2 separate regions of the Macaca mulatta genome follow, and region 2 is linked to region 1. A link is a contact called in public Hi-C data. All regions are on one chromosome and are shown on one strand. Each heading gives the region's core, a stretch centred on a gene start, on an enhancer-like site or on the middle of the called end of the contact. The rest is flanking DNA. Distances are from core to core; before and after follow the strand shown.

The links. A called contact is a pair of places that touch in the nucleus more often than the background predicts.
Region 2: a Hi-C map of blood shows a contact between it and region 1, with 4 times the contacts expected there. The contact joins two enhancer-like sites. A contact is called at or near these places in 3 of 14 Hi-C or Micro-C datasets (blood, cortical neurons and liver).

Annotation. Positions count from the first base shown.
Region 1 is chr19:7,613,858-7,619,791 of T2T-MMU8v2.0, reverse strand. SH2D3A (SH2 domain containing 3A) reads left to right here. Exons shown (of 11, transcript XR_013409638.1): 5 at 1,648-2,132; 6 at 2,232-2,347; 7 at 2,539-2,713; 8 at 2,801-2,912; 9 at 3,200-3,450; 10 at 4,162-4,448; 11 at 4,565-4,758. TRIP10 (thyroid hormone receptor interactor 10) reads right to left here. Exons shown (of 15, transcript XM_077979625.1): 15 at 5,414-5,896. The coding sequence ends at 5,415. Among named protein-coding and RNA genes, the nearest start is that of SH2D3A, 14 kb to the left of the region's middle. Within about 2 kb of position 3,216, at least 13 of the 40 cell types and tissues checked have an H3K27ac peak or open chromatin away from gene starts, as enhancers often do. A contact at or near this core is called in blood, where this site is marked.
Region 2 is chr19:7,723,541-7,729,474 of T2T-MMU8v2.0, reverse strand. No RefSeq gene overlaps it. Among named protein-coding and RNA genes, the nearest start is that of ADGRE1, 24 kb to the left of the region's middle. Within about 2 kb of position 2,599, at least 8 of the 40 cell types and tissues checked have an H3K27ac peak or open chromatin away from gene starts, as enhancers often do. A contact at or near this core is called in blood, where this site is marked.

The DNA of each region.
Region 1 (5,934 bases), core at 1,967-4,466:
AAAGAAAGGAAGGAAGGAATGAAGGGAGGGAGGGAGGGAGGGAGGGAGGGAGGGAAGGAGGGACAGATGAGTGTAGCTGAAGCAGAGGGAATGAGGGGAGAGTCAGAGAGAGAGAGACCCTGGGACTCAGATTGTGAGGATTTTTCAGCTACAGTGAGCACTTTGGACCTTAATTAACTCAGAGTGAGCCAGGCACTGTTGGATGGTTTCAAGTTCCTAGAAAAGAGCCTATTCAAAGGCATGGTAAATACAGTCTCCCAAAAGTCTTAGTACAGTTTTAAGTACTAATAGTCCAGGAGGTCAACATGCCACCAACTTACAAATGACATCATTTAAAAGTTTAGGATGAGGGGAGGGGACTGAGAGGAGGGATCCAGTAGGTGCAGCAAAAACCACCATGGCACACGGATACTCGTGTAACCAACCTACACATTCTGCACGTGTATCCTGTTTTTTGTTGTTGTTGCTTTTTTGTTTGTTTAGAAGAAATAAAAAAGAAAAAAAAAGAAAAAGAAAGTTTAATAAGCTTGGTTTCTTTGATACTTATCTGAGTGTCATACCATACATGGTTTGGTTGTGAATTTTTTATACTTTCTGCCTCTCTATAGATATCTGTATTAATTATATATATTTATATAGATATATCTATGGAGAGATATTATATATATTATCATAAAAAAGAAAAGTAAAATATCTATCATATATAAATGTAATTATATATAATATATAGGGCAACATTATATATTTAATGTTAATTTTTATATACTTAAGTATATATTATATATTTATATAATATATAGATATCTATCTGTATAGATATGACATAGAGAGATATATCTATACTTAATTATAGATACATAGATATCTTTTTTTTTTTTTGAGATAGGGTCTCACTCTGTCATCCAAGCTGGAGTGCAGTGGTGCAGTCATACCTCACTGCAGCCTCTGGCTCAAGTGATCCTCCCACCTCAGCCTCCCAAGTAGCTGGGACCACAGGTGCATGCCATCATACCAGCTAATTTTCTAACTTTTTGTAGAGACAAGATCTTGTTATGTTGCCCAGACTGGTCTGGAATCCCTAGCCTCAAGCGATCCTCTCACCTTGACTCCTCCCAAAATGCTGAGATTACAGGCATCAACCACCACCTTCATCCTTTCCTTTGAAAAAAAATTTTAATTTCGTGGGGTCACTGCTTACCATCTTTCAGTCAGAGGGGCAAAAACAAAGAATTCAAATTTAAAATGTAGTATTCAGAATTCATAGGGTCAGGCAAGGTGGCTCATGCCTGTGATCCCAGCACTTTGGGAGGCCAAGGAGGGAGGCTTGCTTGAGACTAGGAATTCCACACCAGTCCACCAGTCTGGGCAACTGAGTGAGATCCCATCTCTATAAAATAAAATAAAAATTTTTTAAAAAGAATTTACAGAACAATAGAGATGCCAAAGTTTTCCAACCATGTGTAAGCATGTTAGCATTTCTACTGTTGAGGTTGTTGAAATTCAAAACTGCCCCTGGATAGGTTGGGGTACCCCATTATTGGAATGAGTGGATGGATCAGGTGGGTAGTAGCCCATGAAGCTCTCACCCCCGCCCATTCAGCAATCTTCTCTGTGTATTCCCATTGACCCCTCTTGTATGATCTCCAGAAGCCTTCGCCACGCCCGTATCTGCCTTGCCCCGAACGGGCAGTGACCCCGTGTTGCTGAAGGCCCCTGCTCCCCTGGGAACTGTTGCCAACAGTCTCAGAGCCTCCGATGGGCAGCTTCAAGCCAAGGCACCAGCGAAGCCTCCCCGGACACCCTCCTTCGAACTTCCTGATGCCTCTGAACGTCCCCCAACGTACTGCGAGCTGGTGCCCCGAGTACCCTGTGTCCAGGGAACATCCCTGAGCCAAAGCTGCCCAGAGCCAGAGGCCCCATGGTGGGAGGCCGAGGAGGATGAGGAGGAAGAGAACAGATGTTTTACAAGACCACAGGCTGAGATCTCTTTCTGCCCCCCTGATACCCCCTCCTGCCTCCTGGGCCCCCAGAATCGGCCCCTGGAACCCCAAGTCCTGCATACTCTCCGTGGCCTGTTCCTGGAACACCATCCTGGGAGCACTGCCCTTCACTTGCTATTGGTAGACTGCCAGGTGGGTCACCTGCTGAGATGCTCCTCCCCAGGCCCAGGGCAAGACCCCACCATACCTACATAATCACACTTCACCTGACTTCCCCATTCCCTTCTGCAGGCCACAGGCCTCCTGGGAGTGACCAGGGTTCAGCGGGACAACATGGGGGTCTCATCTGGCCTGGAGCTGCTCACTCTTCCCCATGGATGTCGCTTGAGGTTGGAACTGCTAGAGAGGTGAGCCAGCCGCTTGGAATCTTGGCTGGGGAAGGCCAATTCCCCCCGACTTCCGAAAGTCTCCAAACAGCTCCCCACTCATGGTTCCTCAGGGAAGAAGGGAGATGGGGCAATGCCACATCCTATCCCCCCTCACCCCTGCATTACAAACCTCCCCACTGCCCCCAGACCCTTGCCCTCCGCTTCTGCAGGCATGAGACACTGGCGCTGGCCGGGGCACTGGCAGTGCTGGGCTGCTCGGGGCCGCTGGAGGAGCGCGCAGCCGCACTGAGGGGCCTGGTAGAGCTGGCGCTGGCGCTGCGGCCAGGGGCAGCGGGGGACCTGCCCGGGCTGGCTGCGGTCATGGGCGCCCTGCTCATGCCCCAGGTTCGTGCGGAGCAGGGAGTGGAGGAAGCTGGAGTGCGGGTGAGTGGGAAGACAGGAGAGGAGGCATGCGCAGGTCTCTTCTCCCAGGTGTCCCGGTTGGAGCACACGTGGCGCCAGCTCCGAAGGAGCCACACGGAGGCTGCGCTGGCCTTTGAACAGGAGCTGAAGCCGCTGATGCGGGCTCTGGATGAGGGCGCTGGTGAGTGAAGGTCTGGGGCTTGGCATCCTCCGGGGGCCCAGACCAAATTTAACAGAAATCTTAATCTAGTCCTATGCCCTGTTCCTACATCAGTTCTAGGCCCTGCCCTCCACACGGGACTTGTTCCTAGGGCCACGCCCCCTTACCAGCCTTGATCCCAGCCCCTTTCCCTAGGCTCCGCCCCTTCGCCATAGACCCCGCCCCCCATACGGGGCTTGTGATCCTGGCCCCTGTCCACAGACCCCGCTGTCGCTCAATCCTAAGCCCCGCCCTTGCATCTGTCCTAGGTTCCATCTCTGCCCCATGCCCTATCTACAGCCCCAAACCCAGATCAGACCCTCCCCCTCCGCAGGACCCTGCGACCCCGGCGAGGTGGCGCTGCCGCACGTGGCACCCATGGTGCGCCTGCTGGAGGGCGAGGAAGTCGCAGGTCCGCTGGAGGAGAGCTGCGAGCGGCTGTTGCGCACCCTGCACGGGGCGCGTCACATGGCCCGGGACGCACCCAAATTCCGCAAGGTGGCAGCCCAGCGCCTGCGAGGTGAGCGTTCCCTCTGCTCTGTACTGCAGACTTCAGATCCGGCAAGCTCTGGCCGGACCCCCAAACCCAACCTGTCCCAGGAAGGGAGCCTCTCGCCACGCCTCCCGGAGCCCCACCCGAACTGGGACGTCTCCACTCCAGGAAGGTTCTCACCCCAAGCAAACGCTGCTTCCAGCGGTATTGATAGGAACAGGGCCGTCTACCTCAAAGCGGGCTGTCCTGCCCCCAGAGCCACCTCCGCGGGTCCCCACTCCCCCTTCCCACCTAGAACGATCCCGCACCCCAGGGATCTCGATCTCGAGGAACGCCCTGCTCCCTCCAAACGATTCCTCCCTCCAAACGATTCCTCCCTCCTATCCTAGGGCAGCCCAGCCGACAAGATCCCCCACCTTCCCCGACAACCTGGGATCCCGCCACCGGTGCAGCCCCACGTCCAGGCACAGCCCCTAAGGCGGGACCCCCAGGATCTGGCACCTGGAACAGGCCACCCCCTTGCACTCTAGTAGAGCCCCTCAGGCACCCCACCCCCATCCTGCAGAGGGCTGGAAGCCCCCTCCCCTCTGACCCCGCCTAGTCATCTCGCAGGTGGGGCAAGTCCCTCCCGGGCCGCTGTTGGGTCAAAGTCCTCAGGGGAAAGGCAGGTGCGGGAGGTTGGGAGGGGCGAGGCGGGCGCCTGGGCCCCGCCCCCAGCCCACCTGACCTTGTTTCCAGGATTCCGGCCTAACCCAGAGCTGAGGGAGGCCCTGACCACCGGCTTCCTGCGGAGGCTGCTCTGGGGTAGCCGGGGCGCGGGAGCTCCGCGCGCTGAACGCTTTGAGAAGTTCCAGCGCGTCCTCGGCGTCCTGTCACAGCGCCTGGAGCCTGACAGCTGAGAGCGCAGACCCCTTTCTTCACACCCGGGACCCCCAGGTTTTTGAAGACCCCGGAAGAGACCAAAGGAGTCGTCCCAGGCTCCTCACGTCCTCAGGCGGAAACCTGCCCTGTGCCTCACAGCAGAGGTGGGGAGGGCAGTCAGGGTCATCCGGGGCATGGTGAACATGTGACCTGCAGATCTGGCATCAGAGGCCAGAGTTCAAATGTGACTCCGCTTCTTAAAAGCTGTGATTTCTAGCAGATCACTTCACCTCTCTGTGTCTGCCTTTAACAAAATCATGGCTGTGCAGCAGCTCAGGCCTGTAATCTCAGCACTTTGGGAGGCCGAGGCGGAAGGAAGGCTTGAGGCCAGGAGTTCAAGACCAGCCAGGGCAACATGGTGAGACCTCATCTCTACAAAAACTGAAAAATAAAAAACTTTTACAAAATGTAAAAGTTGAGGCTGTGTACTTTCTAAGAATTGTGGCTGGGAATGAGACCGCAGGTGGAGAATGCCTGGCACACAGTAGGTTCTCAATAAGTGCTACCCATTCTCAGAAGCTGCACTGCATTCACAAGGGATGAAACTTGGTGTCCCGGCCGGGCGCGGTAGCTCACACCCATAATCCCAGCACTTTGGGAGGCCGAGGTGGATGGACCACTTGAGGTCAGGAGTTCGAGACCAGCCTGGCCAACATGGCAAAACCCCGCCTCTACAGAAAATACAAAAAATTAGCTGGGCGTGGTGGTGTGCACCTGTAATCCCAGCTACTTGGGAGGCTGAGGCAGAATTGCTTGAACCCGGGCGGTGGAGTCTGCAGTGAGCTGAGATTACGCCACTGCACTCCAGCCTGGGCAACTGCGTAAGGCTGTCTCAAAAAGAAAAAAGAAAAAGAAAAGGAAACTTGGTATCCTTCTCCCTACCTGAGTCCCAAGCAGACACCCACTGACAATGATATAGGCCAACTTCCAGAAGGGGGCAGGGTTGACCCAAGGTGTGCCCAAGATCACCTTCCCGTCCTTGTTCCCTGTGTGGCCTGTAAGAAACGTGGTGTTAGATCCTTCCAGTCCCAGTATCTAAATCCTCTAATAAGGCACCGACTCCAGGAACTTTATGTAATTTCTTTTTTTTTTTTTTTTTTCCCATTTTCGTATAAAACAAAATGGCCGGAGCCGAGCGGCAGGAAGAAAAGATGTAAAACATGAGTATGTACATCAATGGTGGAACGATGGCAGAAGGCACAGCGGGTCCGTCCGGAGTGACAGGTGGAATTGGGTTGGGGATGGAGGGGGCAGCAGGTTACACAGGTCTCAGCCGAAGCCACGGGGTCAGAAATAAAGTGCATAGGTCCTGGGGCCCCCCGTGGCCCAGAAGCAGCAACCGACAGCCCCCCGTCTTCCCGCCTCTGGCAGGGTTCAATTGAGTGTGACTCGCAGGTAGGAGGTGGGCACGTAGCCCTCGCCTCCCTCTTTCCGCCTGACCCGGGTCCAGCCGTCCCCTTTGTCTTCTTCCATAAGACTGAGGTCTTCACCCTCGGCCATAGAGATGGTGCCCTCGCTGGACCCTGTGATGGGGGTGGGGGTGGGCCCAGATCTGCTTTAGGCAAATGTATTATTTTTATTTTTTATTTC
Region 2 (5,934 bases), core at 1,350-3,849, 110 kb before region 1:
ATGTTTCAGTTACACAGGAGGAATAAGTGCAAGAGATGTATTGTACAACATGGTGACTACATTAATAACAATATATTGTACTTCTTTTGGTAAAGGCAGGGTCTCACTCTGTCCTGGCTCAGGCTAGAGTGCAGTGGCATGATCATAGCTCACTGCAGCCTCAGTCTCCTGAACTCAACCATCCTCCTCTGCCTCAACCCCCCGGTAGCTGGAACTACAGGCACCCACCACTATACCCAACTAATTTTTAATTTTTTGTACAGATGGGGTCTCACTATGTTGCCCAGGCTGGTCTCGAACTCCTGGGCTCAAGCAATCCTACCACCTCAGCCCCTCAAAGCACTAGGATTATAGGTGTGAGCCACCCTGCCCAGTCTGTATTCTTTTTTTTTTTTTTTCCCCCTCCCCGAGACAGAGTCTTGCTCTGTCCCAGGCTGGAGCATAGTGCTGTGATCTCGGCTCACTGCAACCTCTGCCTCCAGGGTTCAAGCAATTCTCCTGCATCAGCCTCCTGAGTAGCTGGGATTACAGGTGACCACCACTGCGCTTGGCTAATTTTTGTATTTTTAGTAGCGATGGGGTTTCACCATGTTGGCCAGGCTGGTCTCAAACTCATGACCTCGTGATCCACCTGCCTTGGCCTCCCAAAGTGCTGGGATTACAGGTGTGATTTCTTTTTTTTTTCTAGACGGATTCTTGCTCTGTCACCCAGTCTGGAGTGCAGCGGTGCCATCTCGGCTCACTGCAACCTCCACCTCCTGGGTTCAAGTGATTCTCCTGCCTCAGCCTCCTGAGTACCAGCCTGTATTTTTGAAAATTGGCTGGGAGTAGATTTTGAGTATTCCCACCACAATAAAATAAGTATGTGAGTAATTGAATAATGTATATGTTAATTAGCTCAATTTAGCCATTTGATAATGTGTGTGTCTCTCTCTATATATATATTTCCTTTTTTTTTTTTTTTTTTGAGACAGAGTCTCACTCTGTCACCCAGGCTGGAGTGCAATGGCGCCATCTTAGCTCACTGCAACCTTCGCCTCCTGGGTTCAAGCAATTCTCATGCCTCAGCCTCCCGAGTAGCTGTGACTACAGTCATGGGCCACCACACCCAGCTAATTTTTTGTATTTTTAGTAGAGACAGGCCTTGCTATGTTGCCCTGATTTGTCTCAAACTCCTGACCTCAAGTGATCTGCCCACCTCAGCCTTCTAAAGTGCTGGGACGGATTACAGACGTGAGCCACTGCACCCAGTCAATATCTATATATTTCAGAACATCATGATGACCGCCATGAATATATACCATTTTTATGTGTCAATTTCAAAAAATAAATAAATAAATAAATAAATAAAAACAAAACCTTTTTTATTTTTCAACTTTTAAATAAAAACTTGCTAGCATGTTACTCCACTTTATTTTTCTCCATGGAGCTAATCTCTAAGTAAACTCCAGCTGAAGCCACATCCTCACCCAGCTCTTTCCTCTGCCCCTTCCTGCTGCCTGTGGCCAGCATGGCCAAGGCAGGAAGGGAGATGCATTGTGGTTATCCCCGTGCCTGAGGTCTCTGATGTTGGTTGTGCTTTTGCTGGGTGGACTGGAGGCAAGGAAAGTGAAGATACTTACGATGACTTGAAATCAGCTGTGGTCCAGGTGCGGTGGCCCACACTTGTAATCCCAGAATTTCAGGAGGCAGAGGCAGGCAGATGATCTGAGGCCAGGAGTTCAAGACTAGCCTGGCCAACATGACAAAACCCCATCTCTGCTAAAAATACAAAAGTTAGCTGGGTGTGGTGGTGGGCACCGGTAATCCCAGCTACTCAGACAGGGAGAATTGCTGGAACCCAGGAGTTGGAGGTTGCAGTGAGCTGAGAGTGTGCCACTGCGTTCCAGCCTGGGCAACAGAGCAAGACTCCGTCAAAAAAATAAGGAAGGAAGGAAGGAAGGAAGGAAGGAAGGAAGGAAGGAAGGAAGGAAGGAAGAAGGAGAGAGAAAAAAGAAATCAGGTGTGGTGAGACTGTTTACACCATAGGAATGGGCACATGATATGCGAATATCCACTGTTTGAATCATCCCCACTCTGGCCAGGCACGGTGGCTCACACCTGTAATCCTAGCACTTTGGAAAGCCAAGGCCGGTGGATCACCTGAGGTCAGGAGTTCGAGACCAGCCTGGCCAACATGGTGAAACCCCCTCGCTACTCAAAAGAAAATACAAAAATTAGTTGGGCGTGGTGGAGGACTTTTTAGTACCAGCTACTCGGGAGGCTGAGGGAGGAGAATCACTTGAACCCGGGAGGTGGAGGTTGCAGTGAGCCAAGATCACACCATTGCACTTCAGCCTGGGCGACAGAGCGAGGCTCTGCCTCAAAAATAAATAAATAAATAAATAAGTCACCCCCCACACCACGGCTCCCCAAATCCTGCAGCTTAGAGCTCAAACATCCAAGCCTGACTTCTGAGGCCCCCTAACAGCCTTGTCTTTGGAAACAGTCTAATCAGAGTTTGAGACACTGAAGCCAAATCACCGAAGGCCACCAGAGGGCAGTACATAGCTTCAAATTGGTGCTGTGCCGTTACAACGGGCAAGATACGGGGAACTTGGTTCCGCGGGGCAAACGCCAGGGCAACGCGGAAGTATTGGCTGCCTAAGGACAAGTCCCGCCTTGCGTGAATGGTACCCATGAAATATGACGGCTTCCTGTGTGAAAATCTGCCCCCCGCCTAACTTCATTGCCTGGAATTCCACCATTAAGGAGTCATTCCTTTGGATAAAAAATGTTCCTCTGAAAAAAAAAAAAAGTTCTTCTGGGCCGGGTGCGGTGGCTCACACCTGTAATCCCAACACTTTGGGAGGCTGAGGTGGGAGGATGACTTGGGGCCAGGAGTTCGAGACCAGCCTGGACAACATAGCAAGACCCCGTATCTAAAAAAAAAAAAAAATTTAATTAGCTGGGCATGGTGGCGTGCGTCTGTAGTCCCAGCTGCTCAGGATGCTAAGGGTGAGAGGATCACTTGAACTCAGGAGTCTAAGGATGCCATGAATTATGATTTCACCAATGTACCCCAGCCTGGACAACATAGCAAGACCCTGTCTCTTAAAAAAGATGAAAGAAAGAAAGAGGGTGCTTCTTTTTTTTGGATGGAGTTAAGCTCTTGTTGCCCAGGCTGGAGTGCAGTGGTGCAATCAAGGCTCACTGCAAGCTCCGCCTCCCAGGTTCACGCCATTCTCCTGCCTCAGTCTCCCAAGTAGCTGGGACTACAGGCATCTGCCACCACGCCTGGCTAATTTTTTTATTTTTAGTAGAGATGGGGTTTCGCCATGTTAGCAGGATGATCTTGATCTCCTGACCTCGTGATCCACCTGCCTCAGCCTCCCAAAGTGCTGGGATTACAGGTGTGAGCCACCGCGCCCAGTCAGCAAGTAGTTTTTGACTGTCTGGGTCTATGTCCATCTGTGCATCTGCTTACCAAGAATGTAGGGTCATGGGGAGGGAATCTTTGTCTGTGAATCTCTGCAGTGTGTGCTTGTTTGTGTGTTATCTCCGGGGCTGTCTTCTTTATAAACATCTATGTATCTGTTTTGGCCAGTTGCACATGTAGGTATTTCTATGAGGACCTTTGTGTACAGTGTGTATGTGTGTTTGTCTGTCTGTCTTAGGGGTTGAATTGCTGCACCCCCTCCTCAAATTCACATATTGAAATCCTAATCCCCAGGACCTCAGAATGTGACCTTATTTGGAAACAGAGTCTTTACAGATGGAGTTAGTTAAGGATCTTGAGCTGAAATCATGCTGGATTTAGGGTAGATCCTAAATATAATGACAATGTCTTTATAAGACAGGAGAAGGAGATTTGGACACAGAGGAGCTGTCCATATGAAGACAGAGGCAGAGATCGGGGCGATGTGTCTGCAAGGCAAGGAACACTGGAGATTGCCCGCCACCACCGGAAGCTGGAACAGGCAAGAAGAGATCCTCCCTGGAGCCATTAGGGCGAGTGTGGCCCTGCCTACACCTTGATCTTAGACTTCTGGCCTCCAGAACTGGGAGAGAATCCATTTCTGTTGTTTCAGACACTTTGGTGGTGGTGGTTTGGTATGGCAGCCCTAGACAGCCAATACAGCGCCTGCGTGTGTGCACATGTGTGCCATGCACGTGGGTCTAGCAAGCTAATACAGTGTGTGCACACAGGTGCATGTGTGTGTGCACACACGTGTGTGTATGCGTGTGCCACGCTTGTGGGTACAGCAAACTAATAATAGTGTCTGTGTGTGTGCACAAATGTTTGTGTATGTGTGTGCATGTGTTCCCTCTTTCTTCGTGGTCCCCCAGGGACACATAAGAAGGGAAATCTTGCATCAGGCCTCACCTGGGCTTCATCCGACTCCCAACAACCCTTTCTTTTCTTTTTCTTTTTCGTTTTCCTTTTTTTTTTTTTTTTTTTTTGAGATGGGGTCTTGCTCTGTCATCCAGGCTGGAGTGCAGTGATGCAATCTCAGCTCACTACAACCTCCCCCTCCTGGGTTCAAGTGATTCTCCTGCCACAGCCTCCTGAGTAGCTGGGATTACAGGTGCACGCCACCAAGCCCGGCTAATTATATATATATATGTGTATGTGCGTGTGTGTGTGTGTATATATATATATATATATATATATATATATATATATATATATATTTTTTTTTTTTTTTTTTTAAGTACAGATGGTGTTTCACCGTGTTGGCCAGGCTGGTTTCGAGCTCCTGACCTCAAGTGATCCACCTGCCTCAGCCTCCCACAGTGCTAGGATTATAGGCCTGAGTCACCGTGCCCCGTCTCCCAACAACTTTTCACCACCCCACCCCTACTTTCCTCCCTCTCCAAGCAAAATGAGCCCCTTGAAGTTCCCAGAACCTCCCAGGATCACCATCATTTGCACCTCTCCCTAAAAAGCTTTCCCCTCATTTTTAATTTATTATTACTATTATTAGTGAGTCTCACTCTGTCATCAAGGCTGGGGTGCAGTGGCACAATCTCAGCTCACTGCAATCTCTGCCTCCCAGGTTCAAGTGATTCTCATGTCTCAACCTCCCAAGTAGCTGGGATTACAGGCACCTGCCACCATGCCTGGCTAATTTTTGTATTTTTAGCAGAGACGAGATTTCACCATGTTGGCCAGGCCGGTCTCAAACTCCTGACCTCAAGTGATCTGCCCGCCTCGGCCTCCCAAAGTGCTAGGATTACAGGTGTGAGCCACCGCGCCTGGCCTGGTTGGTTTTTAGAGATGAGGTCTCATTCTGTTGCCTAGGCTCGAGTGCAGTGGTGCAATCATAGTTCACCACAACCTCCACCTCCTGGGCTCAAGCAGTCCTCCCACCTCAGCCTCCTGAGTAGCTGGGACTACAGTTGTGTGCCACCATGCAGAGCTAATTTTTTTCTTTTTTTTTTCTTTGTAGAGAGGAAGGTCTCACTATATTGTGCAGGTTGATCTCGAGTTCCTGGCCTGAAGCAATTCTCCGGCCTCAGCCTTCCTGGCTTTCAAACTTCAAAATCTTCCTTGGAGATCCTGAATCTTAATTTATAAGCATTAAAAAAAAGTCTAAGGGCCAGGTGCGGTGGCTCACGCCTGTAATCCCAGCACTTTGGGAGGCCGAGGCGGGCGGATCATGAGGTCAGGAGATCGAGACCATCCTGGCCAACATGGGGAAACCCCATTTCTACTAAAACTACAAAAATTAGCTGGGCATGGTGGCTGGCGCCTGTATTCCCAGCTTCTTGAGAGACTGAGGCAGGAGAATCGCTTGAACCTGGGAGTCAGAGGTTACAGTGAGCCCAGATCACCACCACTGCATCCCAGCCTGGCGACAGAGCGAGACTCCGTCTCAAAAAAAAAAAAAAAAAAAAAAAAAAGCTAAGCTCTAAAGGACTCCAGACAAAAATCTGGTCATAGTAGGTGCT